Linked DNA regions of Mus musculus: all the other regions are linked to region 1. Evidence: chromatin contacts called from public ChIA-PET, Hi-C, HiChIP or PLAC-seq and promoter capture Hi-C data. All regions are on one chromosome and are shown on one strand. The core of a region is the stretch at or near the end of the contact, and the rest is flanking DNA. Distances in the headings are between cores, read along the strand shown. Region 1 holds the start of Lemd2 (LEM domain containing 2). Region 2 holds the start of Snrpc (U1 small nuclear ribonucleoprotein C). Region 3 holds the start of Uhrf1bp1 (UHRF1 (ICBP90) binding protein 1). Region 4 holds the start of Tcp11 (t-complex protein 11). Region 5 holds the start of Atp6v0e (ATPase, H+ transporting, lysosomal V0 subunit E).

Region 1 (2,700 bases), core at 134-2,633:
TGAAACTCTGACAGAGGAGCACGGCCCAGGGTCTCAGGGAAGGCAGGGAGGGTGGCAGGTAGAGCTGCAGGGAGATCTCGAGGGCTGGGAAGCTGGAGCTGCAATATTGCCAGGAAAAGGGAGGTGATGGGTGAAGGATGTGGAAGGAACAGCAAGGGGAGAGGGTGAGGCCATGAACTGTGTTTGTTAGATGGTGGGGGGACGGGTAAGGGTAACCACATCACTGCCCCCACCCCCTCAAGGCTCCCAACTCCAACACTGCACAGATTTGTCTAAGGGAGGAGTGCGCTCCAGGCCCTGTCCTGAAGGTCTCTTCTAATCCTTATAGCAGCCCTCTAGGGAGTTATGGGAAGCTGGCTAGAAATGTTAATTGGAAATTACCACACACTAAATGGTTGCAGATTGGAGATCAAACTGCAAGACTCTGCAGATCATCCCCTAAACCGTAAGACACGGGTCTCCCGATCCCATCACCCAAGAGAATTCCAACATTTACGGGAACCTAGGGCATAGGTATTTGCCCCTAAGAGTTCAGAGTATAGGGATCCACCTATGAGGACATTTTGGGTCACCCGTGGCCACAGAGGATCAATCTGTCTCAGAGTTGCACCTTAAAAAAATATATTTATTTTATGTGCGAGTGTTTTACCCACTTGTATGTGCACCAGGTTCATACCATGCCAGCAGAGACCGGAAGAGAAAGATACCAGATCTTCTGGAATTGGAATTGTCCATGACGTGACCAGCCACTGATGTCCAAACCCTAGCTCCTCTGTAAGTGTTGTTACGCCCAGAGTCTTCTATCTCTCCAGTCCCAAGGGTGCACACTCCTGAAGTTTCAGTGTCGACCAAGTGCATGCCTGAAGCTGGCCTGAAGCAGCAGTCAAGATAAGGTCTTGGAGAGCATGCCGGGCGGTTACTCCACCACCCAAATCCGACACACAGCCTCGACGCCCATCCGGAGACTGGCAAGTGGGCCGGATCTCTATTAATGGCGGTGGTTTTCTTACACCATTGAGCTCATCCATTAAGTAAATCAACATTCCATTGAACGTTTACCACGTGCTAACGCTGCGTTAGGATAAACACTGCTAGGTCTGACAGATAAAGATAAGCTAGAGGGCGGGGGGAAGAGATGAAAGCACCTGCACACACAAGTAAAACAAAACAAAACAGTAACCAAACCAACCCTTTGACCTCACCAACATGGCGGCGCCAGGCCGACACAGACGCCTTTCATCATGGCGGACATAGCCTCCATGCGCCGCCCTTCCCAATATGGCGTCCGTGGTCGCCCTTCCCATCATGGCGCGCGGCCCCGCCCGCTCCGCCGCGGCTGCCGGCGGGAGCAGTTCCGGGTGCGGTGCGCGCCGGGGGCGGGCGAGGGGGCGGTGTCCTGGCCATGGCCGGCCTGTCGGACCTGGAGTTGCGGCGAGAGCTGCAGGCCCTGGGCTTCCAGCCAGGCCCCATCACCGACACCACGCGGAACGTCTACCGCAACAAGCTGCGCCGCCTGCGGGGCGAGGCCCGGCTGCGCGACGACGAGCGGCTGCGGGAGGACGCCGGGCCGCGGGAGGACGCCGGGCCGCGGGGCCCCGAGCGGCAGCGGGAGGAGGCCCGGCTACGCGAGGAAGCGCCGCTGCGCGCGCGGCCCGCCGCCAGCGTCCTGCGCTCGGAGCCCTGGCCGCTGTCGCCTTCCCCGCCGGCGCCTAGCGCGGCCTCCGACGCCTCGGGGCCGTACGGCAACTTCGGGGCCTCCGCCTCTCCCTGGGCCGCGAGCCGCGGCCTCTCCTACCCGCCCCACGCCGGGCCCGGGCCGCTGCGACGCCGCGCCTCGGTCCGGGGCAGCTCGGAGGATGACGAGGATACACGAACGCCGGACAGGCACGCCCCGGGCCGGGGCCGCCACTGGTGGGCCCCGCCGTCGGCCTCTGCGCGGCCGCACTCGGCGCTCCTCGGCGCCGACGCTCGCCCCGGCCTGAAGGGCTCGCGCACCGGCTCGGCGGGCGCCGGGCGGACCCGACCCGAGGTGGGCCGGTGGCTGGAGCGCTGCCTGTCTCGGCTCCTGCTCTGGGCCAGCCTGGGGCTGCTGCTCGGCTTCTTGGCCATCCTGTGGGTGAAGATGGGCAAGCCCTCGGCGCCGCAGGAGGCGGAGGACAACAGTACGTCCCGGGCCGGCGCAGGGGAGGGCCCGGGGCACGGGGTTCGCCCACCCAGACCGGCTTGTGAGCCGCGACCGACTGCAGACCCTCACTTTCTGCCTCCACTTTCTGCTCTTTTCTGTTTCCCCGTCTTTCTAGAGTCTCCCTTTCAGCCACAGCCAGGTCCTTCCAAGGGAAAGCCACACGCACACTCTTGACAGTCAGCCCACCCCTGCCCCTCTTGTCTTCCCTGCCTTCGGGGAATGCCTGCCGTGGTCTCAGCTTTGTAGCAGCAAAACTGGCACCACCGGGCCTTCATTTGTCAAAAGGAGTCTGACCCTGCCTGTGGCTCAGGTGTGGGAGAGTTGTTCTAAGCCGAAGCTGGTACCACAGGGGTGCATGTGAGGCACAGCCTCCCCCCCCCCCCCCCGCAGGCTGTGTTGGGAGAGAGCCTGTGAGTCAGGCGACTTCCTAGACGTCTTTGCCCACACTCAGTTACGTGACTCCGCACCCCTTGAGGGGTGCAAGAGAGCGAGCCTCCCGAATAGCTGAGGACTGA
Region 2 (2,700 bases), core at 122-2,621, 640 kb before region 1:
TAGGCCACCCAGGGCTACATAATGAAACCCTTTCCAAAAATAAATAAGCCAAGGAAGTGGTGGCACATAACTTTACTCCGTGCACTCAGAAGGCAGAAAGCAAGCAGCTCTCTGTGAGTTCGAAGTCAGCCTGGTTTACAAATTATTCCAGAAGATCTGTCTTGTTTCCTCAGGAGATTGGGGGGGGGGGGGGCAGATAAATAGATTATTTAAAACTATTAAAACCATAAAAACCAAATTTTGTTGTTGCTAAAGGTTGTTTTGATTTGCTTTTTTTTGAGGTAGGGTCTCCCACCATAGCCTTAAACTCACAGCAATGCTCCATCTCAGTGTACTAGGAAGACAGGCGCCAGGCCCTAACTTTGTTGCTGGGCCTTGTGGCTGCTACACACGGGGCAACACTAATCACATATCTCAGTTATTCCTCCTGATGATCAATAGTTAATGAGGTTCTCACAGGAGCTGAGAATGGAGCTGTACACTAAGACATTTCTTTCCATTTTAACCAGGCATTTGAATAATGTGACATAATCAAATCTGCAAGTTTGTAGGAACACACTCCTGGTTTGTTTGTTTTTTGTTTTGTTGGGCTTTTTTTGGAGGGTGGGGCGAGTTATTTTGACAAGGTCTCAATATGTATCCTTAACTGACCTGGAATTTGCCATCTTCCTGGCTCAGCCTCTCAAGTATTGACATTACAGGTACATGCAGTTTCTGTATACGCAAATGCTTTCCATCTTCAAGCTTGCTTAAAGTTTTATCATTCTGCAAATACCTTCAAATTGCAAAGACCTCACAAAAAGGGTGGGAAAAAACACCCGCTTCCTAATTACTTTCTAAGAAAGGTTGTCATAAAATTTCCAGGAGACTGTAATGCACACACCTGGACCTAAAGAAAAAGAATTTTGCATACAAGGCGTTTTAGGATTATAAAAAAGACCCGCCACTTACAGAATCGTGGGTAAGATACGTATCACAGTAGTCACAATAAAACCTGAAATGACAAAAGAAAACGTCAGCAATTAACAGCTGTCCAAACAAACAGACCCAAAACCCAACTTCCTCGGATTGTAAGTCAAACAAAGCGTCCTGACAGAATGCGAGGCTTCTGAGCGAGGGTCCGCGCCCACTCTGCCAGGATGGCCGGAGAGCCTGGGTCTCCACCCGCCATCCCTCGGAGGGGCTCGCCTTCCCCTCGGAACGTCCAGAACCCGAGGCCGCCGCCCTGCACCTTCACCAGGACCCAACTGACCACCGCAAGTCCGCTTGCTCCCAGGGCCACACTCACTTGGGCATGATGCTCCACAAGCCGTTGGCTACCCCGATCCCCGCCGCCAGGAACTGACGCACACAGGCTGCGCCGACGCGAGCAAAGGATGCAGACAGGAGGGGTAGGACTTCCGCTTCCGGCCTCTGCCCTACGGATGCTGTGGGTGCCTCTGAGGTTCAATCCGCGCTCACTTATTCAGGATTAGTTACTCCGTCTAGGAAGTGCGTAATTTAGTACTATCAACAAAAGGTTCCAAAACCCTGAGTCAGCAGTTCCTACGCTGCGAATCATTAATCCAGCTTCTCAAATTGTGGTGACCCCCCCAACCAGAAATTATTCTTGTCGCTATTTCATAACTGTAATTTTGCCACTCGTATGACTAGTAATGCAAATTATCGGTGTTTTCTGATGGTCTTAGGAGAAACCTGTGAACGGGTTGTTCGACCCGCAAAAGGTGTCACGACCACTGCTCTAGTATGTACCCAGCTCTTCTGTAAATGAGAAGTGAAAAAGGCAGAACCAAATCAGGTAAAAGTTCTCATTCTCCAAGACCTGATTAGCAGTAAGCTGAAATCGATCAGTGGCTGAGGGATCAAAGTCCTATGCTGGGGAAATGAAGCGGGGAAGAGCGCAGCTGAACATCAAGGAAGACAAAGAAAATGTAGAAGACGATCACTGAGAAATTGATCATTGTATTTGAGCAATTAAGACAGACGTGAATTGTAGGGACACACTCCTGGGTGAGTGGGGCGGGTCTCAAGTTTTAAACCCTGTCTCCCTGCTTCCTTCCTAGCTGTGCAATTTACTCTCTCTGAGCTTCAGTTTCCTTATCTGAAAAGTAAAGGTAATAACTTGTGCAGTTTAAGGAAGAATCAAATGTAAAAATGCTGGAAAGTAGCTGGAGAATTGGTGTAGCGATTAAGCATTTGTTGCTCTTGGAACAATCTAAGTTCGATCACCAACACTCCCCCGTGGTGACTCCCACCTGTCTGCAGCTCAAGTCTCAGGGTGTCTGATGGATCTTTTTTAATCCACTCCCAGCACTAGGCACATACATGGTGCACTTACAAACTAAACACCCATATACATACAATAATACAAAAATGAATTTAAGCCGGGCAGTGGTGGCGCACGCCTTTAATCCCAGCACTTGGGAGGCAGAGGCAGGCAGATTTCTGAGTTCAAGGCCAGCCTGGTCTACAGAGTGAGTTCCAGGACAGCCAGGGCTACACAGGGAAACCTTGTCTAAAATAAAACAAAATATAAAAAAAATTTAAATGTAAAGCTCATAGGGCATTTAGCGAAAGGTCTATGCACTTAGGCCACCATAAATGGTAGTGATTCTATAGACGTTGTTAGCAGTACATTGCCAACTAACAGGTCAAACTTAGAGTCTGTTCTCTCAAACAAAGTGGATTGCCTTTTAACTT
Region 3 (2,700 bases), core at 38-2,537, 650 kb before region 1:
GTATCTGAATCTAGCTAATAAATGTCTAAGATCACATAAGCCAATGTCAGCCAGGCAACGGGGGACACCACGTCAGGGACAGAGGCTCACACAAGCCCTGGTGTTCCATGTTGACTGGCAACACTCACACACACCTCTTGAAAACCACTAGTCACTGTGCTGCCAAACTCTGGATCACTAGAGCCTCTGAGACAACCTAAATTAACAACCATCACCAAGCTAGAATAAGCAGCGAAAACCAACTGCAAAGCTAGCTCCCAATTTTCGCAGCCACCCATTCTAACAAGCTGCATCATCACGCAGAGACCAGGAGTCCTTCAGATATAGCTGAAAAGTGTCTTGCCAGCTAACCCGTCATGCCCCAAATACAGAGCGACAGGACAGCTTAACAGGAGGCCACAAAGCACAAGTGGACACTGGCTGTCAAACAAACCTCCATGGCATCTTAAAGGGAAGGCTGCTGAAACTTTATCCCCCACCTCCGCTGACCTTTCTCCAATCCGTCTGTGTACGGAGAAGAAAGCGGACCCAGAAAGGAGGGAGGTCCGAAAGGACGACCAGCCTCGGGTGAAGGGTTTATATCTTTTCAAGAGTGATGCAACAGGGTCAGACAGAAGAGGAGGAGCTCGCCTCACAGAAGGAGAAAGCCGGCGTCGGCGCTGCAATCGAAGGGGACCTGGGTAATCCAGCACGGAGCGGCAAAGCCAGAAATGAACCGGCGCTGGGCGGCTCGGCAGGCGGGAAGAGGCCTCCAGGGCTGGCCTGCCAGGTTCCGTGCGGGTCTGGAAGGTACGGCCAGGAAAGGGCTGGGTGACCCGCGCCGAGGAAGGAGGCGGCGACGGGGGTGGGGAGGAAGGTGGCCCGGGCGAGGGAGTAATGCAGCGCCGACAACGGCCCGCAAGAGTTGAATCGCGCCTGCAGGGAGCCGCTCGCCCAGAGCGGCCGGAGGGAGGTCGGAGGGCTCGGAAAAGGACCGAGTACGCGGGGTGGCGCTCTCACCGGGACAGATGCTTCAAGATCTGCTTCTTAATGATCCCGGCCATGCTGCAGCCCGGGCCCGCGTGGAATGCAGGCAGACGGGCAGCCGTGGCCTCCTCAGTTGTGGAAAAGAGGCGTCCTCTCACCTCGCCGCGGCGCGGGCACCGGCTGCCGTAGCCACAGTGGCCGCCATGGCTCTCTGTCGCCCCTAACTCAGCGCCAGGAGTTCCGCCGCGTTCCCACCCGCCCGTGCGGCGCCGCAGGATCCCGCGGAGCAGAACCCAGACCGCACGCCACCCTCCGGGATCCCCGTGGCGAGAGCGCACGGCGAGGGGCGGGGACGCGCGCGGCGGCACAGGCGCAAGGGATGAGGGGCGGGGCGGCGGGAGCTCAGAGGCATAGGGGGCGGGGCAACTGCGCGGGGCGGGGCTTACACGCTCAGAGGCGGGGCTCACTCTTCCAGAAGGTAGATGGTGGCATTCGCCTTTACTCCGAACTCTCCAGAGCCAGAGGCAAGCAAATATAGGACCTTGAGACCAACCCTGTCTACATGGGGACTACCAAGACAGGGTTACATTAAGAGACCTTGTCTCTTCTGAGTTCGAGGCCAGCCTGGTCTACAAAGTGAGTTCCATGACAGCCAGGGCTATACAGAGAAACGCTGTCTCGAAAAACCACAAAAAAAAAAAAAGACCCAAGAAATCTAACCTTTAATGCTTCCAGTTTCAAGAAAAATATCTGCAGTTATTAAGCTGCTAAATACATAAGGCCTCCGTGATAAAGTGCTCGCCAAGCCTTGGGCCACTCCATTAAACACAGATGGAGGCTCCTTCCACTCTTCACTGTATCCAGGAGATACTCAGATACCATCTGACCAAAGCTACAAAACTGGGGCAAGGGCTGAATCCTGTTTCCATGCATGACAATGGCTCAGTGCAGGATCTCATTTCCCAATGCACCATTCTGACAAACTGCTGAGGTCAAAACGCCGAACAACCACAGCAAACCTAACCAACATACTTTGCTTAAAGCCCCCTTTAGGAAATTTAAATGTCTATTGATCATTAGTACATGACTCAATATACTTAACTGCCTTTTGAAAAGGGAGCAATGGAAATGAGAGCCAATGTCTTTAATTCTCGCTATTTCGTGTGGTTTTGCTTTCTTGGTAAGTTTGGCGGGAGTAGGAATTAATTACATCAAGCAAATGAGGTAAGTACTCCACTCAGACGCACCGCCCCCCAAAGACGGAGTGTTTTTATTTATCTGTGCATTCCTATGTGAGTGTGAATGTCATGTGCCCACAGAGACCAGAAGCTGTCAGATTCTTTGGCACTGGAGTTACAAGTAGTTGTGAGCCACTTGGTGTGGGTGCTGAGCACTGCACCTAAGCCCTCTAGAGCAGCACTTAGCAGGGAGCCATCTCTCCAGTCCCCAGGTCTTTTAAGTTTACTCTTGGAGCCCAGCGTGGTGGCGCAAGCCTTTAATCCCAGCACTCTGGAGGCAAAGGCAGGCGGATTTCTGAGTTTGAGGCCAGCCTGGTCTACAAAGTGAGTTCCAGGACAGCCAGGGCTACAAAGAGAACCCCTGTCTCGAAAAACCACCAAAAAAAAGTTTACTCTTGGTTGAGATTGAGACAAGGTATCCAGATATAGCCCTAGATGGCCCAGGGATTGCTATGTAGATAGACCAGGATGTGGCCAAAGTGGCAGCCATCCTCCT
Region 4 (2,700 bases), core at 86-2,585, 880 kb before region 1:
TAGTATGTGCTGGAGATAGTTTAGGTGGTCGGTGAGAATTGAACCCAGGGATACCAACCAAGCTACAACCTTAAATTCTTTTCAGTAAATCCTACCTTGCAGTATTGGAACTGAACCTGGGCCCTCAAACATGGCCGGCATTTTGTTACTAAGTTGCACCCATTATCTGGCTTTGTTTTGTCTTTAAACTTTAGTTGCTTCGTCTGTCCTGGAACTGTGTAGTCCAAGCAGGCCTTGGCCAGTCTGTCCTCTTGCCTCAGTCTCCCCAGTAGCTAGGGTGACAGGCCTGCACCGTTACTTTCAGGTTTTCCAAAGTCAGGGATTGGCAAGCAAAGCAGCGGCATCAGGCGGTACAGCCATTTCCGGGGGATCGCACGCCCTCTTCTGAACGCCTGGGGTACTGCATGGATGGGATGCATTTGCATAGGTTTTATGATGACTTCAAGTCAGAGTAATTAAGAGGCCAGAAAGAATATGAGGGAAAAACACCCTCTCCATGTTCTCTCCCCAAACCCAAGGCGTGGGTATTTAAAAGACTTTAATCCCTGCAGAGGCAGGAAGATCTGAGTTTGAGGCCAGCCTGGTCTACAGAAGAGTTCCCTGACTGCTGGGGCAGCATAGAGAAACTTTCTTTGTCTTGGGAAAAAAGCAAAAAACACAAGAGAATGTTATATGTAAAACAAGACAATTTTATATGTATGGGTATTTTGCCTGCGTGTATGTAAATATATGTAAATATAGGAAGTATGATCCCGAGGAACTGGAGTGGCAGATGGCCGAGATCCATCATGTTGGTGCTGGGAATCGAACCCTGGTCCTCTGGAAGAAAGCCAGTGGTCCTAACAGCTGAGCCATCTCTCCAGGCCTCACCCTCCATTTTTTTTAAGAATCTGGAAATGGAGCTCAGCCTATGAGGTCCCTTCCATGCCCAGCACTACATGAACCCTTGGTGGTGGCTCACACGGGTGACCCCAGCACTCAGGCAGAGGCTGTAGGGTCAGCAGTTCGAGGCTAGCACCCCTGTGCATGCTCTGCAGGCTACCCCTAAGCCCCAGATCCTGACACTTGGAATCAATAGGGATGACCGTCCTGCCCCAGTCTCGGTCTCACCCAAGGTGGCGGCAGATGGTCGGTGGCGGGTCGCGATGCTGGTGGGGAGGGCTGCCACGCGCCTCGCGCCTCGTTGCCAGGACACCTAAGCTGTTTGTTTGGCAACACCGGGCGTTCCCACTCCTGCTCAGTTCGCAGGGTGGGGATGTGGAGTGTGTGACAGCATCGACGTGGGGCTCAGTGGCTCCACCCAGCCACGCCGCCCCTGCCTCATCCCCCCAAGTGGTTTAGCCCACCCGCACCCCGTGCCGCCCAGCCAGCCAGAGCGGGCGGGCCGGCAGAGAAGGAAGTGAGCTGAGTGGAGAGAGGGAAGGGGAGGGAGAAAGTGGAGGGGGAGGGCGGAGGTGAGCCACGGAGGGGAAGGGATGAAAGAGGGGAAGGGAGAGGGGAAGAGGAGGTGAGGGGAAGAGGCATACTGAGAGGGAGAGACAAGGGGTGGTGAGGGATGGAGAGGGGTAAGGGGAGGGGCGTCCGTCGGGGCTGCGGCCTCAGTTTCTTCCTGCGCCAGCTCTGGTCCCCCCTGGCCCTGACGAGCCCCCAACATTTGTCACCACACAGATACCACCACCACCACCATCACCAGGATGCCAGACGTGAAAGAGAGGGCGGCCCGGAAGGAGCCCGGCGCGGCAGAGAGCGCCTCCCGTGAATCCCGCGGGGGAAACACCCGGGAGAGCGCGAGCAGCGCCCAGGGGCACCGATCGTGTAGGTTCAACCGTCGCCCGAGCACGGCCGCCCTCACCCCAGGGTCCGCGCAGGGGCGCGGGGTAAAGACGGCGCCACGAGGTCCCGTGGGCCACGGAGGACTGCGGACTGGCCCGACCTCCCGGTGTCCCCAGCCCTCCGCCCGAGCGAAGCTCCCCTCGGTCACGCGTGGGGCACCGCTTCCGCCATCCCCGGGAAAGGGCCACCTCGGCGGGACCCCGAGCTCGCACAGGCTAGGTATCTGCTTGAGGCAGGGTCCCCCAAGTGCGGGGACTGCAGGTCCGGACCTCCCTCCCCCTCGTTTCAAATGCTCCCGCACAAGCGTTGCCATGGATTTCCTGTGACGCTGGACAGTTAGTCTCTCCTCTGTGGCCACGCGGGGTCGCTGCTGCTTAACGCTGTGACTTGAGACAAGATCCAGGTGTACCCGGAGGGGTGGGGTGGGGTGGGTTGGGTTCGGGCTGGGGTTGTGTATCCAAATAGGAACCTGGCCTGTGGGGTTCAAGGTCAGGGCGTGCTGGTGCTGCTGGTTTGGAAACAGTTCTTACAATGGCTGTTGCATCCATAGGTACAGTGACTCCTGAGTATACAATCAAATTCCTTTTGTAAAAATTTGGAACTGTGTATAACACGTTGGCTTTGTTGTGTTGCAGTTTTCTTTTTTTAGGGGGGCAATCTGAATTTTTAAGAATTGTAGCCACACTTAAATCTCTACTCTTTAAGCCCTCCTTGTTCCGGAGTGCTCTGGGCGGAACTGGCTGCTTCTTGCAGTTGGAGAGTTTCTTGAGGAGTGGCTGTAGCTTTGAAGGTTTCCTTTCACCTCGGATTTGTTTACGGATCTGATTGTGTCATGCCAGCCATTTCGGCTGGGATAATGAAGGACTG
Region 5 (2,700 bases), core at 135-2,634, 530 kb after region 1:
AAAGTGCTTTCTTAGGCTAATAGAAAAAACACTGTTAAAAGTCAGTGTATTCCAGACAGTAATAGAAGCCAATATCACAAAACAGTAAAACTTCAGCTGGGCGTGGTGGCGCACACCTTTAATCCCAGCACTTGGGAGGCAGAGGCAGGTGGATTTCTGAGTTTGAGCTAGCCTGGTCTACACAGTGAGTTCCAGGATGGCCAGGGCTACACAGAGAAACCTTATCTTGACCCCCCCCCCAAACAAACAAACAAACCCCCCAAAGCCCCCCCAAAACAAAGAAACCCACAGTAAAACTTTCTCTAATCAAAATGGCCCACTCAGTAAACATTGTCTACTCTACAAAGTGTTGTGGAGCTAAACACTATGTACCCACCATTCAGTGTCTAACCATTAAAGCAAGAGACGTTTCTGACACACTACTACTTAAGATCAAGTGTCACCTCCACATGATCTTGAGTGAGAGGGAAAAAATTACTTAATTCAAAAGAGGAACTAGAAAGAGGGTGCCCTAGGCTCCTCTGAAAAGGTTTGTTTTTACACTGCAATACAGAAGTTTATCTCCAAACAGAGAAAACGGTATTCTGCAAACCTTAGATGGGGGAATGAAAATCTTGGCCAACCACTGTAAATACTGTTTACAAGTAAGGGCAGGAGCGCCCTGGAAGGTATGACGCAGAGGTTTCTACACAATGCCTTCAGCTCTGGGTGATTTAACCTCGTTTAGATCAGGCTCACCCTGGCTTGGGTTGGGCCCACTAGCTGCAAAGGCTGAACTTAACGCTCTGCATCAAGCTTGTCTGAGTCCGAAACTGCGACAGCAAGGGGGCGAGAGGGAGATTTCTGTTCTCAGATCCCTTTCTTTGAGGTTTAGGCAAAAAGCCTCCCGTGCATCAAAGACAGAACCAAAGCAGCGACAGTGGCTTGGGAGGCGCCCTAATTTCTCTTCAGTCGAAGTGCACACTTTTAGTCCATCAAGACAAAAAGCACTCCCTAAAATTCACTTCCGGGAGGGGCCGCCAAAGGTGACCTCACCCTCCAGCCGGGGACGTTGACAGGCTCTGAGGAGCGCATGCGGTCCTCCCCTCTGTGGTCCACCCCGCCTCATCCTCCCGCCGTAGTCCTCCACGTACGATCCTTCTCTCCGTGATCCTCCCACCGGGGTCCTCCGCTCCCACCACCTTGGACCTGGCGCACTTACCCCCGGTTAGGACCCTTGGGGATAAACCAGGGCACGAGGAGGCCCACGAAGCCCCAGAACACGCTCATCACGATCAAAGGCACAGTAAGGCCGTGGTATGCCATGCCTGCGCCCCAGCAGCCGAATCGGTCCGGAGCCTCGCTCTCGTCCCACCCGGAAGTGTCAACAGAGGCTCACGTGATCGGCGCGCTAAAGCCCCGCCCTTTGCGCGCGGCGTGACTCGACCGTCGGACTCCGCCCCTTAGACTAGAGCCCCGCCCTTACCTGGCTAGTCTCAAGGCTGTGGTTCCATGGGGCTTGACTGAGATGAACCTCCAGCCACCGGGGAGGGGACCAGCAGAGTTTTCTGGAAAGAACTTAGGCCCATTTTGGTGATGTGTCATTTACAGTTTTATCTATATTTTACGCGCAGACATAAATAAGTAAAACCTACAATAGTGGACTACTGTTCTAGAGTCTTGTATGCTAGGCTCCTGCTTTGCATTCTTCCATAGCCCATGAACTACTCACAATCGCCATCTCTGCTGCAAGTGAAGAATCACAGTCGCATTGTAAGTAACTTCACGGTTGTAAGGCTCTTAATCGTTGGTGCTGCTGTGTGTCTTGTACAGAGTGCCAGGGTCTGAGTTACAGAAGTAAATCTGACAGCCATCTGAGAGAGGTCACATCTCCAGAGAAGATGGACAGCTGAGGATGACCAGGCCCTACTTTGCATTCCCGCCAGTTGTCACAACAGTTTCAATAAGAATAGGAATTATCGGGGCTGGTGAGATGGCTCAGCAGGTAAGAGCACCCGACTGCTCTTCCAAAGGTCCTTAGTTCAAATCCCAGCAACCACATGGTGGCTCACAACCATCTGTAACAAGATCTGATTCCCTCTTCTGGTGTGTCTGAAGACAGCTACAGTGTACTTACATATAATAAATAAATAAATCTTAAAAAAAAAAAGAATAGGAATTATCACCGGGCATCGTGGAACACGCCTTTAATCCCAGCACTCAGGAGGCAGAGGCAGGCAGATTTCTGAGTTCGAAGCCAGCCTGCTCTACAGAGTGAGTACCAGGACAGCCAGGGCTACACAGGGAAACCCTGTCTCGAAACAAACAAACAAACAAACAAGAATAGGAATTAGCCAGAAATATCATTGTGGCTCGCCAGAATTGTAGGCTCATTGCACCATGAACTTCCTGAGACACAGAGGAGGGGAGCAATTCTTGGAGGTTTTTTTTTCCCTTGGGGCCAGGGACTTGCTATGAGGAACACAACAGCTCCCAAATGCTGGGATTGCCAGTGAAGCACCATGCTGAGCTGAGGTTGGTTTTGCAGAAGCTTGCAGACAGAGCAAGATGAAAAGGGAGATCTGGCAGCTGAATCCAGTGTGCTGGCTGTGGATCCATTTCCCCGTAGTAGCCACCTCTCCTGATTTCTTCATCAAGTAGAATGGATTCCTGAATTAATTGGACCCTTCAGCAGCTGTACCATCTTTGCAAATGATTTTC

What was found. A called contact is a pair of places that touch in the nucleus more often than the background predicts. ChIA-PET counts read pairs in DNA pulled down with a chosen protein or histone mark. HiChIP or PLAC-seq counts read pairs in DNA pulled down with a chosen protein or histone mark. Capture Hi-C pulls out chosen DNA fragments and counts their contacts.
Region 2: an H3K27ac HiChIP or PLAC-seq map of cardiomyocytes shows a contact between it and region 1, with 7 times the contacts expected there. The contact joins the promoter of Snrpc here to the promoter of Lemd2 in region 1. A contact is called at or near these places in 1 of 39 promoter capture datasets (hippocampal neurons), 1 of 484 Hi-C or Micro-C datasets (CD4 T cells), 1 of 115 datasets of contacts at active chromatin or transcription factors (cardiomyocytes) and 1 of 9 other capture datasets (pancreatic islet).
Region 3: a promoter capture Hi-C map of pancreatic islet shows a contact between it and region 1. The contact joins the promoter of Uhrf1bp1 here to the promoter of Lemd2 in region 1. A contact is called at or near these places in 2 of 9 other capture datasets (adipose tissue and pancreatic islet).
Region 4: a contact with region 1 is called in a Hi-C map of B cells, with 5 read pairs. The contact joins the promoter of Tcp11 here to the promoter of Lemd2 in region 1. A contact is called at or near these places in 2 of 39 promoter capture datasets (hippocampal neurons and pre-B cells) and 1 of 484 Hi-C or Micro-C datasets (B cells).
Region 5: a contact with region 1 is called in an RNA polymerase II ChIA-PET map of memory CD8 T cells, with 5 read pairs. The contact joins the promoter of Atp6v0e here to the promoter of Lemd2 in region 1. A contact is called at or near these places in 1 of 39 promoter capture datasets (liver), 1 of 484 Hi-C or Micro-C datasets (CD4 T cells) and 2 of 115 datasets of contacts at active chromatin or transcription factors (memory CD8 T cells and microglia).

What each region holds. Positions count from the first base shown.
Region 1 is chr17:27,203,121-27,205,820 of GRCm38.p6, reverse strand. It overlaps Lemd2 (LEM domain containing 2), which reads left to right and starts at 1,383. Exons shown (of 9, transcript NM_146075.2): 1 at 1,383-2,162. The coding sequence starts at 1,403. Gm34736 (a long non-coding RNA gene) reads right to left here and starts at 952. Exons shown (of 4, transcript XR_385492.4): 1 at 654-952.
Region 2 is chr17:27,838,758-27,841,457 of GRCm38.p6, reverse strand. It overlaps Snrpc (U1 small nuclear ribonucleoprotein C), which reads right to left and starts at 1,371. Exons shown (of 6, transcript NM_011432.2): 1 at 1,289-1,371; 2 at 952-994. The coding sequence starts at 1,296.
Region 3 is chr17:27,855,094-27,857,793 of GRCm38.p6, reverse strand. It overlaps Uhrf1bp1 (UHRF1 (ICBP90) binding protein 1), which reads right to left and starts at 1,287. Exons shown (of 21, transcript NM_001080769.1): 1 at 1,000-1,287. The coding sequence starts at 1,043.
Region 4 is chr17:28,079,274-28,081,973 of GRCm38.p6, reverse strand. It overlaps Tcp11 (t-complex protein 11), which reads left to right and starts at 1,335. Exons shown (of 10, transcript NM_001085555.1): 1 at 1,335-1,399; 2 at 1,669-1,815. The coding sequence starts at 1,695.
Region 5 is chr17:26,675,080-26,677,779 of GRCm38.p6, reverse strand. Atp6v0e (ATPase, H+ transporting, lysosomal V0 subunit E) reads right to left here and starts at 1,384. Exons shown (of 4, transcript NM_025272.2): 1 at 1,202-1,384. The coding sequence starts at 1,305.